Regions from separate parts of the Rattus norvegicus genome. Here region 2 is linked to region 1. A link is a contact called in public Hi-C data. All regions are on one chromosome and are shown on one strand. The core of a region is the stretch at or near the end of the contact, and the rest is flanking DNA. Distances in the headings are between cores, read along the strand shown.

Region 1 (6,442 bases), core at 1,545-4,044:
GCAACCAATTGACAAAAAGTAAACAAAACAAACAAACAAACAAACAAAAAACAGAAAAAGAGGAAGGAAGGTTGGATAAAAAGACAAACAGGAAGTAGAAGGGAGGGACACTCAGTTTGAAGGGGGTTTGTAGAGATATGAGAGAGAGACTTTGTTCTGGGATGTCAGCTGAAGAGGAAGGTCAGCTGGGTGTTTTCTCTGCCTCTCTGAACCATCTTCCAGCCCAGCAATCCGGCTCCTGAGTCTTCATTGGTAAAATCAAGCGATTGAGGTGTTGATAAAAACAGCTATCTGCCAAAACTAAAACAAAGGCCTAACCCATCAAAGTCCACAGAGTTCTGGCAAAGTCTCACAATGTACTAACCTGGCTTTTTAGCCTCCGTAGCTCTATCTGGCTAACTGCTCTTGTTACCTGAAGTGTGTCAACCCAGAACATGGTTTTTGTACTTAAAAGGTGACCCTGAGAAAGTTTCCGTGCTACACTGGGATCCCAAACACCCAGTGTAGTTGCCGGCCGACCAAAAAAGATTGGTTTTTTTATTGGCTTAAACCCATGTCTGAGCAGTCTTCTCTGATGGTTAACCCCACAACAGCTCAGCCATGAGGACCTGAGTGCAGATCTCAGCCCTCAGGTCCAGAGGCTCACGAATGCCTGTAACTTAAACTCCAGTGTGCCCATACACTCTCTTCTGGCCTCTGCACACTTACGTCAGCACAGACTTACACCGACACATGTACACATATAGAGACAAAATTTTAAATAACACACAAAAATTAGCATACAGAGGGAAAATGAAGGTACAGAAAGTGATGGGGTCCTACCCTCCACCACTGGGTGAAAGGCAGTCCAGATGTGGAACAAGGATCCCCAAGACTCTCATACCAGAATACTCCTCACTAGTGTGGAACTCTGAGCCATTCCCTTCTTCCCCTCCAGTCTGAATCAAATCAGCATTAAACACTAGGTTCCCACCTTGCCACTGGGCCATGAAGCAAACCTCAGCCCTTAACTTTACTTTCCCAAGGAGCACCTCCTCATCGAAAGCAGCAGTTCAAACCTCAGCACCTTCTTGAAGCCTTCCTACTGCCTTCAGAAGTTGGCTCAAGGCACCCCAAGACCATGTTCTCAGCACAGAGATTTATGTGCTCCAGGGGGAGAGAGAGCAGGGATAATGAACAAAGGCAGGAGATAGGAAGGCAAGGGGCTAAAAATTAAAGGGGTTGGGAGGAGAGGGGTAAGAGATGTTTGGGAAGGAGACAAAGGACTCTCTAGATATAGAGGAAATAGATGTGGTCCACGGGCAAATGGCAGTTTATAAAGATAAAAGGGGAAGCCCACGTTAGGATGATGTGTTTAATTTTAATTGGGCATGTTAATTAGCCAAAGGGGGCTTTTGATTGCTAGACTCCAATACTTTGATAGCCAGACCTTGGTAGTCAGCCTCAGGAGAAATTAATCTCTTATTAGGCTAAATTAAGGAACAGACCTTGGTGGCTAGTGTGAGGAATGCAATCTAACAGTCTTTAGCAAGGCAGAGGAAACTGGGGAGAAGGGCAAGGCCTGCCAGAGCCACGCCCACCATGCCGGAACTGGTTAAGAGTTCCTTCACTACCTTTCCTGGCTCAGACGGAAATAGACTCCACCCTCTGGAATTCAAAGAGAAATGTCTATCATGGGGTTATTTGCTTGCTTTTCGTTTCTCCTGGTGCCAAAAAGAGTTGGAAGCTTGGAACTGACAACCACTCTATAAGATCAATGAATGTGTACGTGAGCAAAGGGCGAACAAACCATAAGCTGTTCCGACTTCTTGCCTCACACGTGTTTCCGAACGGAAAGTCTGCCCTTCCATTAGCAAATGATCTTGGGATGTAAAACCACAAGCAACACAAATATATGGTGGTACTTTGATGGAAATGTAAAGTTTATCCTTTCAAAAACGTTCATTTGTGCCGAGATGTCCTCAATAAAGAAAAACGATGGTTTTTAAAGCAGCTCAATGAAAATAGGCTGAGCACGTTGTTTTACTTTGTAGTACCTGACCCCTTAGGATGCCCAATAATGTTGGCTTTTTAAGAGATCTACTTATTATTTAAGTAATAGGTCTTTCTATATTGCTTTTTTTTTCTTTTTTTCGGAGCTGGGGACCGAACCCAGGGCCTTGTGCTCGCTAGGCAAGCGCTCTACCGCTGAGCTAAATCCCCAACCCCGTAATAGGTCTTTCTAGAACAACAGAAATATTTATTTAGGACCCAGATGAAGGAAAAGACAAGCCAAAGAGGGGAAGCCGAGTACAGTGTAGTTCCAGGCAGGCTAGTTTGGCTGCTTTGAAACATTTCTTTCAAAAATTACCAAACAGTTAAGAGTGAAAGTGCAGCTCGGAAGTAAAGTACAGCTCCCTTTCCTCACTTGGTCTGAGTTTTCTCAATGGTCCATGAAAACCTCACTTCCACAGCAGCAAGCATTTCGATTCAGGGTATGTGCTGGGCTGCGGTCTCACTGGCAGGAGTCTGGAGCACTCAAGGAACAAGTTCAGATCCCGCCAGGTGAGAGAGGAGGACTCCGGAATGTCGGCTCGCCGAAGCTCCACCGCGCAGGCGCGGACGCCTGTACCTTCCGGCAGCCGCAGACCTAAAAAGATCGGAACCAGGCTCCCAGGGCATAGGAGCGGCGGATCAGATTAACTGAAGTACCACCCTCGGCAAGGCAGGTCGGATAGGCGGAAGTGGACGGCTGACTGAGCTGGGGGAACTTTGCCTGGATGGCACTTTCCTGTTCTCCAGTCCGCCCCCGCCCGAGGGGCTCGGCCTGGAGATCCAAGATGGAGTTGTTGAGTCGAGCTGAGCAAGAGATGAGTCTGGCGGCCTTGAAACAACACGACCCCTACATCACCAGCATCGCAGACCTCACGGGCCAGGTCGCCTTGTACACTTTCTGCCCCAAAGCCAACCAGTGGGTGAGTGAGGCCCAGCCGTGGAGAACGCCAGCCTGGCCGCTGCCGCCTCTTAAAGGGACCGCGCAGACAGCTTAGGATTGGGGGTGGGGTGTGGAGCAGAGTAGGACCGCAAAGGCGAGGCCCGAACCTCTCCCAAAGGTCCTTCCAGAGCCGAAGAGATGACGGGGGAAAGGGGAGGGACACGCGGAATTGGAGGAATGAAGGGTAGGAGTACACCAGAGACATAACAGGGAAATCAGATGGAGGACAGGAATGAGGCAGGATCAGTCTTTTTGGGGTCGGTTCTGGAGACTTGAGGTTGCATTGGCAGGATATGAGACAAGTTAATTTTTTTTTCTAACAAGTGATTGAAAACCTGTGTTTGAGACTTTGAAAACTATTAGATAAATCACGTGTTCTTGATTGCAAAATCCACTCCTCTTTCCCTGCCGACCTAAATGTGATGATTTGGATTTGAAGCTTAAAAATCAGTCTCAGGAGTTAGTCCAGCTTTAGCAGAACTGGTATCACCGGAGTTTAAAGAAAGATTTCAAGGCTACTTCAGTAAGAATTGGATTCCTTGGAGACGTTTTTACAAGAAAAAAAAAAAAAAAAGAGACCGGTGATAGGACGTTTGATCGCTCACTTCTTAGTTCTTTTTGGATTTTGTGAGTGGCATGGAGTTCCAGAAATTACATTCACTGACTTTAGTTAACCTCAACTTGAAGCACCTATTTACATGATGTCCTATTTCCTCCTGATGCTAGGCAGACACTGTACTGTTCCTCTACCACTGGGCTATATACCCAACCCAAGTTACAGTTTCTTAATCACATTTTCAGGCGTTTATTTTAAAAACCTACCACATTTGTCTAAGGCAGAGAATGGTTTCTATCCACGAGTCTTAACAAAGTTCTGAAAATATTAAATTGTGTTTGGTCACCACAAAATGTGTAACTCGTGAAAATAGTCCTAAATTCTCCAGAAATGAAACAGTATCTTAGAAGAAAACGTCCCGAGGGTTAGGGATTTAGCTCAGTGCTACACAGCTGTGCATCATGAGGCCCAGGCTCTGAGTTCAACCTGGTATCCCTTTTGAAGAAAGTTTCCATTCTTTTTCTATAAACCTCAATAGACTGCTCAAGTTTGGTTTGGTTTGGTTTTTGGTTTTTTTTTCCAAGTTTTTGGTTTTTTAAGTTGCAGTAGACAATACCTTGACTGGAGTATTAAGATACCTAGTTGAAAGGTTTTAGTGTTTGCAGAGAGAAGCTGGGGCAGAGAAATGGCTCAGTAGTAGCTAAGAGCATTTGGTGCTCTTCCCAAGGACCTGCCTCAATTTCCAGCATCCCCATGATGGTTCAGACCCATCTGTAACTCCAGTTCCAAGACGTCCAGTGCCCTCTCTAAGCTCCACGTACACACATACATGTGTTACAAAGAAATACGTATGCTGACAAAAGAGCCCTACATCTTTTCTAATTGAAAAAAAAATTTAATACATAAAATAAGTAAAGCTAAATCGCTTTTTTTTTCCCTTTAAATGTTCCTCACTGGCAAAAATAGACATGTGCTACAGATGTACACATATTGTTGGGTTGGACATACATAAACACAGGGGTGAACAGATACATAATTTGTTTAGATTTCTTTTAAAAAGTGAATTGCTTTACCTGTTCAAACGTGACTAATTTGGAGGCTAAAGAGACAGCTCAGTGGATGAAGTGCTTGCCTCCCCAGCTTGAGAACCTGAAGTATTCACACAGAAAGCTGGACGTAGTAGCTTGCACTTACGTGTCCTCTGGGGACATGGAGGCGCTTATGACACAACACTGGAGCTCACTGACCAGGAAGTGCAGCTAAATTGCCCATCTTCTGGCCAGTGAGACCCCCTGACTCAAAAGAAGGAATGACGCCTGAGAGTGACCGATGGCCTCTCCAGTTGTACACAAATGCCAGCGTGCATTCCCTTGAGCACATACACGATCGATTTCACAGTAAATAAGACAAGTTGGCCTGAACGTGTAGGTGCTTCACCAAGATCATTTGACCTTGGATTATTCCTGGAAAACTGACAGAGTCGTTGTCTGTTACAGGAGAAGACTGATATAGAAGGGACATTATTTGTATACCGAAGGTAAGTGGCTTAAGGATGTTTCTACTTCACTTGAATGGTGGTGATCGCTGTGGTGGAGCGTGGTCCGTTTCTATCGTGTATGTAGCTTTGGAGCCTTCCTGTTTATCTTCTTCCAGTTTTCCCCCACCCAAGCACTACAGTCCTACTACAGCTGCTGCTCTTCTTCCCATGTTAAAAAGAATGCATACGTACGAATGTCTGCGAATATAGTATAGTACAGTAGCTATAAAGTGATTGAGATAGCACTCTTGCCGGTCTGTAGTTTCTGATGAGAATTTGCCTTCTGTGGCTGGTTCTGCCCCTTTCCTGCCTCTTCCCAAAGTTCTAGGTCATTCCTAATTCATATACATTTTACTTTAAACTTCTCTGAAAATTCTTTTTTTTAAAGATTTATTTATTATATAGGAGTACACTGTAACTGTCTTCAGACACACCAGAAGTGGGCATCAGATCCCATTACAGATGGTTGTGAGCCACCATGAGTTCACCCTGGGATTTGAACACAGGGCCTCTGGAAGAGCAGTTAGTGCTCCTAACCACTAAGCCATCTCTCCAGCCCCGAAAATTAATTCTTTAAATGGTTGGTTTGTAAAGGTTGACAACTTTACCTTGTTTGGCAGCATAGGGGCCTCATCCTAGGTGGCCCACAGGATGAGACAAGTCATGAGACCCTTGTATTCCCAGGTACCCATAGCTCTTGGTGTTAGAGGCAAATCCCTTGCCTATTCTAGAACTTTGAGCGGTAGCAGCAAGGCTACAGACATTGGTTCTTTTTGTGCCGAGTTCTTTTTTGGACAGCCATCCTCCACTGGTACCACTTTATAAGAATGGAGTGTTATTGTAAATGTTAGTGTAGAACGTTGTGATCTTGTCTAAATACACTTTTTCCTTTAAATGGAAGTATTTCGAGGTTTGTATGACAAGCTCCTCTTTCTTTGATACTCTTTTCTCTACTTCATTTTTCTTCTCTAAAATAAAAAAGATCTAACTCCAACCTCTTCATTAACAATATAAGTCTCTAAGAACCCCTAACTATTATTAGAACAGTAGTGTCTGTATACTCAGGGATATTTATAGCTCTAATTTTAAGGAATAAGCATAATGTCTATAACATTTGGGGATATTTATAGGTCTAATTTTAGAAGAATAAAACAGATTGGAGAAAGTGGGAACTTCAGTATAGTGAGTAACTTCATTTAAGACAATTCATACAAACTATAGCATTGGTCTAAGAAAAGGAGGCTTAAGAGCCTCTATTTGGGAACTGAAGAACATTTTCTGTACGTTGGACAAAAATACACTAGAATGTCATAATGTTACTTTGCAGGAATCAAAAAGAAAACTGGATTTGGAGTTTTTAATTTGTGTGACTTTG
Region 2 (7,383 bases), core at 2,722-5,221, 94 kb after region 1:
GGTTGAGTGTCCGAGTCCTCTAGGGTACATCCCATTTTTACAGAAGCCTCTGAGGAAGAGATGAGCTGAGACTCTAAGGGGGAGTGCACAACTTGTGGGAGTCAAGCTGACCGCCACCTGTACCATACATACATGGTGCGCACACACACTAAATAAAGAAGTGTTCGAAGCATTAACTGAAGGGGCAGGAAGGACTTCACATTCTTCCAGAGACCCCTGTTCAATCCCTAGCACCCACACAGCAGTTCACAACCATCTATAGCTCCCCAGTGTCCTCTTCCTGCCTCTGAGGGCCTGGGGCAAGCATGTGGTTCACAGACGTGCAGGCAAAACACTGGTACACATTAAAAAAAAAACAAAAACAAAAACCCTTTGTTTTCAATTACATAAAGCTAAGTGTTGAGGCAACATCCCTTTAAATCCTAGGACTCAGGAGGTGAAGATAGGGTGAATCTGAATTCAAGACCACTGTGATCTATCCACACAGTGAATTCTAGGCCAGTCAAAGCTACAAACTATGATGTAGGGCTCCAGTGGTAGAGTGTGCATGAAGTCCTAGGTTCAATCCCCAGCATGCTGCTGCATAAAATCAGGCAGGGGCCTATGCCTATTATCCCAACACCCAGGAGGTAAAAGTATCAGAAGTTCAAGGTCGGGTTGGGGACTTAGCTCAGTGGTAGAGCACTTGCCTAGCAAGCACAAGGCCCTGGGTTCAGTCCTCAGCTCTGGAAAAAAAAAGAAAAAGAAAAAGAAGTTCAAGGTTGTCCTAAACTATAGGGTAAGTTTGGGGCCATCCTGGGCTATGTCAAAAGAAAAAAAATGACAAAATGAGAGTGCACATTTGATTAGAATAAGTAATGAGAATCCTGATTGATTAGTGATGTCTGCTCCGGCAAGGGTGGTGGTACACCTGCAGTTGTGTGGTCTCTGCCATCTCTGGCTCAGGACTAAGACCTCTCTGACTTTCCTCTGCTCAGGTGGCATAGGCGAGGCAGTATCTGCTGCGGTAGTGGGCGAACCTGGAGTCACAGTCACTCGCCTGGCGGTCAGCCAAGTACCACGAAGTGGGAAGCCAGCTGAGCTGCTGAAGATGTTTGGTATTGACAAAGACGCCATTGTGCAAGCTGTGAAGGGCCTTGTCACCAAGGGCTAGGAAGGACATGGGATGCCGGGTGGGTGAACTACACATTCCAGGGATGTTCTGGCAAAGGTGCTCAAGGGTGTACCGAGTGGAAAGGTAAATATATGTTTTGAGAAAAAAATTAATCCTGACTGTTTTCTTTGATATGAACATATCCAGTATAGGAAGGGAGAAAGGAAGAGAGCTGGCTGTCTAGACTTGGGGGGGTCAGGATCTAAGGTGTACCCTGGGATCCCCTTCTCCAGTTCAGCCTCTGCAAAGCCAGAACTACTACCCACTGTAGCCTGCCTTTTAGCCAGATAGGATCCAGCCCCTTTTCTCACCACTGTACCCTAAAGGACTGTGGAGTTCTCCCTGCCTTATAAAACTTTCCTGATCCTTCTTAGCCGCCTCATGCCCCCCAAGGTCCCGCAAGGCTTCCTTTTATAGGTGGCCCACTGGTAAGCTTCCTAGGAATTCCTCAGTGTCCGTAGGGAAGATGAGGCCCATTTGTGGAACTAGGCACATGTCTGCTCCTTGAAACCGGAGCTGTTCAGCTGGTGAGCTGCCTGGCCAGATCCTTCCGTGCCAGGGAACTGAATGGTACCAACTCCAGAAACAGCAGATAAGGTAGGTCTCAGGGAGAAGACGGTGATTCCTCAGTGGGTGGTCTTAGGGCAAACCCTGGGAGAAACTCTCCTTCACTGAGAAAAGAAGGCAAGTCATCGCCCTGTGGGGACAGCTGAGGAACTTCCCAGTCAAGAGTTTGGAGTTTGGACATAATTACAATGTATTTTCTTATGTAGTCCATAACAACAAAAGGGTAAAGCAGAAAATCAGGGATTCGGGGTGCTTGGGCACCACCTGGTGGCCATCTCTGGTACTACAGTGCTAAACACACCCCACAGCAATCTGTGGAAGGTGCTGTTTTCTGAGATCTGGGAAGCAACTGCTCGCAGAAGGAGATGGAGGTGCCCGTGACAGTGCTGAATGAACTTCGTATGCATTTTATTTGATCCTTACTCCAAGATACCATTTTAGAAGATATTCCTCTTGGCCCAGTGCTGAGGATTGGTCTGTTGCTTTGTATCGTAACATCAAATACTGTACCTGAAGGTCTAAAAGCTTTTGTTGTGCAAACCTTCCTTAATCTAACACTATTGTTTAAATAAAAATGACTACAGTCAATTACTGGAGGGATTAGAGGTAGGCCGCTTTTGAGTTTCCTGGTTGGGGGTTGCGGAGGGAGGAGAGGTGAGAGAAGGAAGCCACCACAGGAGGAGGTGACCATGAACAAGTATTGGGTACTCTGCCGGGGAAGTAGCAAGTCCAGCAGACAGGAAAGTAGATTAGGGATTACCTCCAGTAATTGTCAATAAAACAACCTTGGTCTGAGTCTCTTCATTTATAACCGACCTGGAGAAAGCTTAAATTGGTCTAACTACAGTCCGGTGTGGAAAGAAAAGGACTACAACTCGGGTTTTTTGTGGCTGCCATCTTTGTCCTTGCGGCCTCCTTAAAGGAGATGCTCTGTAGTCAGCCTGATGATGTAGACGTCCTTGTCCTACAGGACGCGATGGGAGCCGCCTACAGCTCAGTGCTCTTGTGTGTCGTGAAAAGATGTTTCCAGAAGGCAGTGGGACAAGTACACCCAGCCTTAGGACCCATGAGGATCTGCTGTGCGCACCCACCCCCACCCCCGCTAATTGTCTGTGAACCCAGGGATTTGCCAGGCTGAGGGGAGGAGAACTAGAAGTGCCAGTGTCTGAGTTGGTGCAGTGCCCTGAGAGTTTCGTAGGTGTCTGGGCCAGCCGTCAGGTGCAGTTAGGGAGAATTGTACATAGATGGCTTCGAGGAGCCTCCATGAGGATCTGGATTCAAACCCTAACACAGCAAGGGGTAGGGGTCGGGGAACGCTTGATTTCCAAAGCAGAGATGGGAAAGGTAGCTTCCCTCACCTCCAGACTGCCTCCAAGGCCCACACTCTCTCAAGGAGATGGTAAAAGTTTAAGCAGGGGGTTGGGGATTTAGCTCAGTGGTAGAGCGTTTGCCTAGGAAGCTCAAGGCCCTGGGTTCGGTCCCCAGCTCCAAAAAAAAGAACCAAAAAAAAAAAAAAAAGTTTAAGCAGGCAGCCAGATGCCTGGGGAGTGAACCAGCTGGAGGAGCTCTGGAGGCCACAGTCACCTAAATTCAGTCTCCTCCGAAACCTGGCATTTAGGGACCCAGGAACTCCAAGGAGTCGGTGAAACTGCTGTGGGTTTGGGATTCTAGATTGTGCTGGAATCCCAGATACCTAAGCCTTGAGGACCTGAGGAACCCTCCTTCACTTCTCCCTCAGCTCCTGGAGAGGGTGAGAAGTCGGGACCCTGCATCTGAGGCAACTTTGTAGCTCCTGGTCTGGAGTAAGGCTCTAGGTTACACAGAGGCGTAGACAAAGGTTTGACTTTCCCTGGACCAGTGAGAGCTTGCTGCAGTCAGCCTAAGGGAACAAAGGCTTCTGTCATTCACACCACCATGTGGCCAGGCAACGGGACATGGCAACTGGAAAGAAAATGCCCTGCTCATTTCTCAGTCTCCAGTTGCATAGGTGGCAGGATTTCACAAAGTTTCCAGATCACGACTGTGGAGGAACAAATCTCTCCATCCTGCCTCCGTTGTCCTGTGCTGCAGCGTCATCTCCCCAGTGCCTCACCTGTTAAGTGGGGATAAAGACAGCTTCCTTGGGTTGCTGGGAGGATGAACTATGAGAAATTACATAATACCATCAGTACACTGCCCAATGAGGGCTCAAAGATGTTGCTTTTCCTAGCAGTTCATTCAGGGCAAGTGAGTAGCCTTGAGCACCAGGTTTCCTGTGACGGCAGACATGGGGCTGCCTCCAGTATGTGAGTCAGGCCCAGAGCTCAGGAAGCTGCCCAACATACTCGGCTGTTAGACTTTATGATGCCTGTCATTAACACGGCCCTGTCATGTTTACTGAGATCTAAGTAATTAGATCTTAGTATATTCACCAAGCCGTGCAACATTGTATCACCCCTGAACATGTGCCTTTAACCCACCACCCTGTGGCTGCCATCCTCACTTCTGGTTGGCATCCCTCCTCACTTCCTTCCCGGGTAGCTGCATGTGGTAGGAATCTGGACCTCTGTCTGCGGTCCTCCCTTTGAGACTGGGAGGAGGTAATAGAAAAGCCATAGCAGGTGCTCTGGGTAAGATTCCAGAAATCAAACCCCTCGAGCAGGGATCTGGGATTTACTAGCCTGTGGATTTGAAGTATTAAGCACAGAAAACAGGGGGCTGGGGATTTAGCTCAGTGGTAGAGCGCTTACCTAGGAAGCACAAGGCCCTGGGTTCGGTCCCCAGCTCTGAAAAAAAGAACCAAAAAAAAAAAAAAAAAAAAAAAAAAGCACAGAAAACAGGTCACGTACGAAACACAGGCAAGCGTCAGCCACAAGGCTTCTCTGGCCTCTGGTGGTTCAGCTCTCAAGCCAGAATTCTTGCCCCTCTGTACGGTACAGGGATAGGGACTCACCCCAAGGGCCTGGGTGCTGTGGAGGCCCTGCAGCATTAACACCCAGGTTCCTCATTGGAGCCAGCTTGGGGACAAACATAGGCTAAGTCGTCACTGCCTTAGGATTCGTGAGCCCTCTGGTCCAACTGGCAAGGCAGGAAAAGTTTGTCCCAGGAGCTGTCTGTCCCTCAGGAACCTGAGCCTGCCTGACACAGGAGAGGGTCCTGTTCCCAGCCCTCTGGATTGGGCTTAGCATGTCAGGAACTCGGGAGGAGTCCAAAGTTATAGGAATGTCAGTCAGGCTCCAGAGGGGCAGGAGAGATGGCTCAGCTGAGAGCGCTGGCTGCTCGTAAGGAGAATCTGGGTTCAATTCCCAGCACCCAGTTGGCAGCTCACCACTGCGTGTAACTCCAGCTCCAGGAGACCTGGCACCTTCACGCAGGCACATAAAATAAAAAAAATAATAATAAAATTTAAGGGCTGGAGAGATGGCTCAGTGGTTAAGAGCACCGACTGCTCTTCCAGAGGTCCTGAGTTCAGATCCCAGCAACCACATGGTGTCTCACAACCATCTGTAATGGGATCTGATGCCCTCTTCTGGTGTGTTTGAAGACGGCTACAGTGTACTTATTATAATAAATAAATATAAAGCCACAGTGGAGAGTGGTGGCCACCTCTGTGAGAGCCAATGAGGAAGTGTAGAGTAAGAAATTTGAAATTAGCTCTTTGGCCTATGAGTGAGAAGATGCTGGGAAGAACATGGAGGACCCCAAAAAAGCCTTTACCCGGCATGAATGATGGCTCCTCCATAGCCACATACCCCACATCGGTTAACCCAACTCCTCCCCTATACACTCTAGCTCCCACCTATGAAGCTGCCTGCAGTTAGGGCAGAGCTGTACAGAGAAGGCTTCAAGGAGCAGTAGGGAGTGGTAGGTGTCCAACGGCCCTCCCTCCCTCCCCATCTGATGGTCTCCCAAATCGGGCATTGCTGATCTGATGAGAACGGCAGTTGTCTGTCAGAGGACTGAGTCTGACAGCACCCAGGAAGAATCGCTTCCTGTTTCCTCGCATATGGGAATTACATTTAAATTGGGATGTGCATACACATTCAGAGGTGCGTGCGTATAGGTCAGTAAGCTATAGGTCAGGGATCGTGAGGGTGGGAAAGAGAGAAGAGAACAAAGTCATGTAACAGAGAAGCAGAAGTGAGAACTAACTGGGGAAGGAGGAGGGGGAGAGGAAAGGTCACGGGGTAGAGGGAATGAAAGAGAACAAACGTAACCACGCGGTCAGAAAGAAGTCATAGTGAAACCCTCTTTTTATCCTTTACTTTTGGTATTCTAATCTAGATAACTGTTATAATAAACACTTTTTGAATAAAAACAACCCCAATGAGGGTCAAGTATGAGCCAAGCACAGTAATACATATATGTATATGAAAATGTCATAATAAAACCCAGAATTGTATATGCTAGCAAAAAACAATTAATGAAAAAACAAGCGGCCCAGCATGGTGGCACACACCTTTAATCCCACTATGAGGAAGGCAAAGGCAGAAGGAGCTCTGATTTCAAGGCCACCCTGGTCTACACGAGCCAGCCTTGTCCACAAGACCAGAGTGAGTTCCAGTATCCAGGGCCACACACAAAAAGAAGTTTCTGCTGAGCCACTTCCCCACGGGCAAGCTCTCTCCACCTACCGTCTGGGTCACATTTTTCTTGTGGTCACACTTGGCTATTGTCTTTAACCCTAAGTCTGGCCTGCGTAGGAAGCAGGGAAGAAACACCGTTGAGGAACTGAGAGTCTGGGACACAGCAGAAGCTTGAGGAGCCAGCGAGGTCACTCAGGGGCTTGCAGGGAGCTAAGATTTACTCCTAGGTGCTGAGGAGTAGGGGAGTTGTATTTGAGTTGGACACATCAGCTTCTAGAAGTTTCCCTGGTGATAAGTTATTTCTCTCCCGGAGAAATGAGCCAATTCAAGCCAGATTTGAATATATATAAAGGCAGGTTAATTGGGAGCTGGCCTAGGGAAGGGCAGGGGCTGGTCCACTGGTCCCAGGGAGGTCGCCACAAGGAGGGAGACAGAAGGGAGGGGAAAGAGAGAAAAGACAGAAGAAAGGAGAGACCAAGATGTCTGGATTATATAGTGTAGAGCCACTGGGGGACAGGAAGCCCAGACCCTGGGATGGAAGGGTTAGGACTGAGGGCAGGGTATGCCAGATAAGGACTGAGGGACGCTGGGAGAACCTGGAGGCCAGGTCCACTTTAGTAATGTTAACTGTGCACCTCAGCTGGTTGTCCCGGATCCGAATCTCAATGTCTGGGTGTGGTGGCAGGGAGGATGTCAAGAGACAGCTAGGGACTGAGGAGCTTGCTCAGTGGGTACATTGGGGAGCATGTGAACCTGAGTTCAGACCCCCAGAGCCCACGCAAAGCAGGTGTCTGTCATAACCAGTGCTCCTGTAGAGAAAGGGCAGGTGGGGCCAGGAGGATCACTGCAAGTATCCAGCCATACACCACAGGTTGTCTGTCCTCTGACTTCCACAGCATGCCTACATATACATTTAACAACAACCAAATCTTTCTGGGAGCGGTGGCACATGCCTTCAATCCTTGGAAGACAGGCAGGCAGATCTTCGAGAGTTCAAGACCAGTCTGGTCTACATAGTGAGACGCTGTAAAAAAAAAAAAACCACAGAAGCAAGGGAGTTTGCACTGCTAGAGACTGTACACCAGAATCAAGGAAACA

What was found. A called contact is a pair of places that touch in the nucleus more often than the background predicts.
Region 2: a Hi-C map of psoas muscle shows a contact between it and region 1, with 2.5 times the contacts expected there. The contact joins the enhancer-like site here to the promoter of Dcp1a in region 1. A contact is called at or near these places in 4 of 12 Hi-C or Micro-C datasets (hepatocytes, kidney, liver and 1 more) and 1 of 1 datasets of contacts at active chromatin or transcription factors (oligodendrocytes).

Annotation. Positions count from the first base shown.
Region 1 is chr16:5,660,643-5,667,084 of GRCr8, forward strand. Dcp1a (decapping mRNA 1A) reads left to right here and starts at 2,795. Exons shown (of 10, transcript NM_001191831.2): 1 at 2,795-2,954; 2 at 5,027-5,067. The coding sequence starts at 2,820.
Region 2 is chr16:5,753,905-5,761,287 of GRCr8, forward strand. Tkt (transketolase) reads left to right here. Exons shown (of 15, transcript NM_022592.2): 15 at 978-1,264. The coding sequence ends at 1,153. Among named protein-coding and RNA genes, the nearest start is that of Tkt, 27 kb to the left of the region's middle. Within about 2 kb of position 3,972, at least 29 of the 93 cell types and tissues checked have an H3K27ac peak or open chromatin away from gene starts, as enhancers often do.